Regions from separate parts of the Mus musculus genome. Here region 1 is linked to region 2. A link is a contact called in public Hi-C data. All regions are on one chromosome and are shown on one strand. The core of a region is the stretch at or near the end of the contact, and the rest is flanking DNA. Distances in the headings are between cores, read along the strand shown. Region 1 has its middle 200 kb from the start of Gm10248. Region 2 overlaps Gm10248 (predicted gene 10248).

The links. Hi-C and Micro-C count contacts between places; a contact is called where the count stands out from the background.
Region 1: a Hi-C map of uterus shows a contact between it and region 2, with 2.4 times the contacts expected there. The contact joins two enhancer-like sites. A contact is called at or near these places in 4 of 484 Hi-C or Micro-C datasets (the 3T3-L1 cell line, nephron progenitors and uterus) and 1 of 115 datasets of contacts at active chromatin or transcription factors (fibro-adipogenic progenitors).

The regions. Positions count from the first base shown.
Region 1 is chr14:23,289,331-23,292,090 of GRCm38.p6, forward strand. No RefSeq gene overlaps it. Among named protein-coding and RNA genes, the nearest start is that of Gm10248, 200 kb to the left of the region's middle. Within about 2 kb of position 1,476, at least 10 of the 459 cell types and tissues checked have an H3K27ac peak or open chromatin away from gene starts, as enhancers often do. A contact at or near this core is called in uterus, where this site is marked.
Region 2 is chr14:23,056,113-23,058,941 of GRCm38.p6, forward strand. The region is part of intron 2 of Gm10248 (predicted gene 10248); the gene reads right to left. Among named protein-coding and RNA genes, the nearest start is that of Gm10248, 37 kb to the right of the region's middle. Within about 2 kb of position 1,334, at least 5 of the 459 cell types and tissues checked have an H3K27ac peak or open chromatin away from gene starts, as enhancers often do. A contact at or near this core is called in uterus, where this site is marked.

The sequences.
Region 1 (2,760 bases), core at 226-2,725, 230 kb after region 2:
TCCCCTGTCTGGTTCTCAGTTGCTTTTTTTTTTTCGTTTTGTTTTTCTTTTCCTTTCCTTTCTTTTTAAAATACTAATAAATTTATTTATTTGTTTTACATCTCAATACAAGTTCCCTTCTCCTCCAAGTACTACAGATCCTCCCCGGTTTCCTCCTTCTTCTCTGAGAATAGAGAGGCTCCCCACCCACCATGAGTATCCCTACCCTACCCTGGCACATTATCACTGGAGGACTAGGCAAATCCTCTCCCACTGAGGCCAGACAAGGCAGTCCAGTTAGAGTAACAGGATCCACAGGCGGGTATGTAATAGATTCAGGGATAGCCCCTGCTCCAGTTGTTGGGGGACCCGTATGAAGACCAAGCTGCCCATCTGGTACATATGTTCAGGGAGTCTAGGTCCAGCCTGGGATCACTCTTTGGTTGGTGGTTCAGTCTCTGGAAGCCCCCAAGGGCCCAGGTTAGTTGAATCTGTTGGTCTTTCTGTGGAGTCCTTGTCCTCTTCAAGTCCACCAATCCTTCCCCCAACTCTTCTGGAAGACTCTCTGAGTTCTGTCTAATCATTGACTGTGGGTCTCTGCATCTCTTTCCATTGCTCAGCCTGTTCTTTTTTACCACCCAGGAAGACCAGTACAGAGGAGGCACTTCCCACAGTGTGTTGGGTCTTTCTAAACTCATTAGCAATTAAGAAAGTGCCCCCCCAAAACATGCCCACTAGCCAAAATGTTGGAGACAATTCCACTTGAGGTTCCCCTTTCCCAGGTCTATCAAGTTGACAACCAAGATTAGCTATTAGACTCAATATGTTGAGTAAAATGATAAATTAAATCTATGTGTATCAATCTGGAAGTATAACCAACTTATTAACATATTTTCTTATTTTAAAAGGCATATTGCAAAACCATTTTTGTGGCAAGGGTGCTGAATAATTTTTCTTGATCTTAGATCCCTTGAGTTTCTGACTTTTACCCTACATTTTAAGAATGGGACAGATCTGTAAGCATGAGAACCTGTCTCTCTTTTGGAAGGCTGAGCCTCAGCAATTGAAAATAGCACTATGCCCGATGTTTACATTTTGATCTCATCCTTGCTTTATTCCTTTAGCAAGCTGTGTATTCTGTTTGCCCTACGATTTTCTCCCAGGCAGAATCTATCTCGTCTGACATTGAGAAACAGTTAATATTGATCTTGGTGAATGGCCTCCTTTGATTTTTGCTACGGAGAGATCTCAGTAGAAATTCACAGATATTTTGTTTTCTTACCAAATGGAAAACCATGTTCCACAGTCATTGTGTCCTTTTGTCCAAGCCTACTGTTTTGCAACTCAGTGCCTCATCTCTTTCATTTGGCTTCTCTGTCACTATGGATCGTTCCCTAATATTTCATCCTTTATGCAGACTCCTTCCTTGGAGCTGAACTTGGCAGTAGAGTTTGCCTGACTAATGGAGACCATATGCTCTGCAATTACATTTCCCCAACAACATTCAGATTTGTTAGCAAATATTGAGAAGACAAGTTGAGACTCTGGAGCTCAAAGATCTGTGAGGAGTTGGCAGGAGAAGGTAAGCAAGTCTGCAGTTTCTCACTCCTGGCAATAAGGTCTGCTTGGGGCTGGTTTTGTTTGAGTACTGCCTCTGCTTTCTATTCTGTTGTTTTGATAAAACATCGAGAAAAAGTACATTTGGTAAGAATGAGGCTTTTTATTTTTTTTAACTTATGGGTTTAGTCCATCACTGAGGCAAGCCAAGGGAGGAACACAGAGGCAGATACTAGCGCATGGAGGAAAGTTGCTTACTGGAGTGGTCCTTGTGGCTTGTTCAGCTTGCTTTCATATACAATTCAGGATGACCTGCCCAAGGGCGATATTGCCTGCAGTGGGCTAGACCCTCCCACATCAATCATTAATCAAGAAAATGTTTCACAGAAATGCCCACAGGCCAAGTTGTTGTAGGCAGTTCTCAATTGAGGTTTCCTCACTCCAGATGGTTCTAGTCTCTGTTGCGTTGACAAAGACTAATAAGCATACGTACCCAGAGATTTGGCTTTCAAGGTATCAATCAGATTGTTCTTCAATAGCTAAGCAAACCTTTTATGTCTCTGTAAGGGCATGCTGTACTCTCTCCCACAGATCAATTTTTAATATGTGAACCAATAATTTATTACTTCAACTAGAGACCCAGAGTCATGTTATTACATACTGTTTTGTCAACAAGTCCCAATAAAGGAATGTAAACACTAACTAATGAAGTTAGTTAATGTTGGCTAATGAAGAAGGGTACAATCTCTAATGATATTAATTTTTGACAGTCTATATATAGTACATACATGGAACCCTCTCACCAGCATCTTCTTTTCTCAGAAGCCAGGTCAGTCTTAGACTAAGGAGACTGGTGTCCTGTAAGGGCTTCAAATCCACAAGATTCTGAAGATCTAGACTCAAATAGTATCATTGTTACTGGATATTATTGACTTGGGCATTTCATCTATGGGTGTGAAGAACAAGAAGGCCCACCCCTTAAGCAAGCTTCAACCCCTGTGTTTTGATGAGGAAGAAGCAGGGAGACTTTGCTCATTTGTATGAATAGCAAGGAAGGGTAGCTAGCATGGGAGCAGGTGGCAGAAGTGATCCAGTGTTGACTTCTCAAGGTTCTATGGAATGTAGGCAGTGTCTTTAGAGCACTATATTCTGGAGTCGCCTGTAGCAGCATGTGACCCTCTCAACCAGTGTGGCCCTGTATGACTCTGAACTTTTTAATGACAC
Region 2 (2,829 bases), core at 84-2,583:
TCTCTAAGCACGCAATAACTTCTGCTTTTCAGTACCTTGTGCCTACTTTGCCAGGCCTGTCACGATCATCCACCTCCCTTAGACTGAGTGGTCACAGAGAGATTGACATGATTGCCCTTAAGCAGGTCTCATCCACCAGGGTGACAGACAGCAGCGGCACAGCACTGGGGCTGACAGCCAGAACACCATGACAGATTGCCTGGTCTCTCCATTGCTCACAGGGGAACAGGGGTCACACCTGGGGCCTCCTCAGGCTTGCTCACTGGCTGTGGTATAGTGATAGAGGCTCTCCTGGGCTTGCCTTCTAAGTCAAGTCCACAGATATCACTGTGCCTTGGGCTTATTTTCAGTGGAGTAGCCAACAGTACAGAAGAAGGGCACATACTCTTTATTCTTTCAGTCTGCATAGTAGGCATTATATCAGGTAATCCATAAACATTGTCTTTTATCATTGGCAATGTGTTTCCATCCATAATCCTTCAAAGGACACAACTTCTCAGGCAAGTCATGTATTGATATGTAGCTTCATAGCACAATTCCTGAATTTCCCCAAATCCCTGACTACAAAAGCATTTTGTTGTTGTTGTTGTTGTTGTTGTTGTTGTTGTTGTTGTTGTTGTTGTTCAAAATCCACTTGTCCTGAAGAAGACCCAGGGTTAGGCATCTTTCCTGTCAAAGGTTTAGCAACACCAGAGATTCTCCTTTGGCTTTTACCATATAGGTTCAGCAATGCCTATGGCCATATTTACCCTAAAAGGACAGGCTGCCAAGTCCTTTGGATTCTATGTAAATGTAGTGAGATGAAAGATGGGGTGATGGGCCAGGAGATTAGAAAACAAATGGGAGATTGTAGAAACTATCTAGCAGACCAAACAGGTTTGATAAAACAAACACCTTTAAGGTTTTCTGTTTCTCTCAGAAGACCCATGGCTAATGAGACATGAATAGATCTTTCTTTATCTTTGGTCATTTGCTGGCACTGACAGGAAAGCAAGCACAACCATGTTAGCCAGAGGGCTGCCATTTTGTCTACAACTGTCCCAGTCAAGCCACTCTAGAAGGCATCTGAAAGTCTTCTTGCACTTGACATACTGTCAAGGTATGCTTCAATAGTATACTGTGTGTTCATTTCCCTGGGTGTCCTAGCTAAGATAGCAGATCCTCCAAGAATCCCTCCAAGTTATAGACAGCAAGAGAGTTGCTAATGGAGAGTCAGTTATTGGGTCCTCAGACTCTCTGAGCTGCTGGAGAAGGACCGTCTTTCTCAGATCTAGTCTGTTTACATAGCTTCTGCCATACTGAGTGAGCCGGGTCTTGGAATAACTCATATTCAGGCTGACAGGAGTCCTGCATGGAGATTTCACAACCTCCATTCATCAGATGTTGGGAGCAGCTAATGCTAAAGTCCCCGAGACCATTAATAACTAAAGATTATACAACCCACTCATAACCCCGGTTGAGTACCTTCTCCTGTTTGATCTATACAACAGCACTGAGAGCTAATGGTTTGCATTCACATCATCAGGTCCCACCTTGCCTCTTTGTTTAGAGGCATTAGAACCTTCGGTCCATTGCATATTATGAGAAGCAAGGCTCTGTGCAAGGGCAGTGAGACTAGTCTGATGTCACAGCCAATCTAACAGCACATATATCCCTGTCTTCATAAAAGGCTTTAACCCTGCCTCAAACAATAAAAAAGCACTTGTGAACTGACCACAGAATTTTTCCATCTTTATTTTTCTTACTTGTTTACTTTTCTTAATGTCAGAACCATTTGTATCACGGGGAGGAATGTCTCCCTCAATGTGAGCTTTGGAGGCAAAAAAGAAAAAAAATTGGAGTGAGTTATTGACCACACTCTTTCCCTCTCTTTGGGCTGTTTGTTTTCTTCCAGAATGGTGTAATAACTTCAATTAAGATTAGCTTTAATTATAACTTGCGTAAAGGCCATCCTGGCAGTATATTCATCTTCGTGGTGGAATTAAAGTGAGTTTTGCTTATCCTAAGTAGGGATGATAGTAATGAATTAACATTGGGTTGTGTACAATTCTGTTGTTTGTTGAGCAAGATCTGCCTTTCTAGAACTGGACTCTCATCTGAATTGGCAGGGGAGAAAGCCCTGAGCCTTGTTTATCTAAAATCTGTAGGAATTTCCCAAACCATGTTTGCAAAGTAGGAAATTACAAGGCAGTAAATTCATCTGAAACCCAGACATGCCTCATCCTCCCCTTTGCACCTGTTTGTCTTCCTTTTGCTGGGCTCCACACAGCTTGTTCTTTGGGGAGCATTCCCAGACAACCTGATTTCCCCTTCCCAGGACACTGGTCTGAGTGCAGAGAACTTGGAGATTCATGGAATGCTGGAGCTCCCTGTTGCTTCAGCAAAGTCCGGGAGATTACTTTTTTCCTAACTAACAAAATTTTATAGAACAATTTGTTCCTCGGGGAGTACTGCTTTAGATTGTGGGAAATCCTATTAAAAGTGCTATAGCAATCATTTGCTCTTACCTTTACCAGCCCTGCTCATAAACCCTCCATCTGTTTGTTGCTTTAAATAGAAGCACATTACAAAAGATGATCACTAAATCAGGCTGCATGTCTCCGTGTTGTAGGTTTTCACATACTCATGTGTACTAAGGAATAAAAGAAAGCAAACTACAGAGTAAATGAAAGTGTGGTGTGTGTGTGTGTGTGTGTGTGTGTTTCTTACAAAGCTATATCTTTACCACTTCAAAGGGAACCATTTTTCATGCTCTTTCTAAGAAATAGCTTTCTTAGTTAATATGTAGAATACAAACAATCTATGTGGCTCTTTCTGTCATAACCTCAA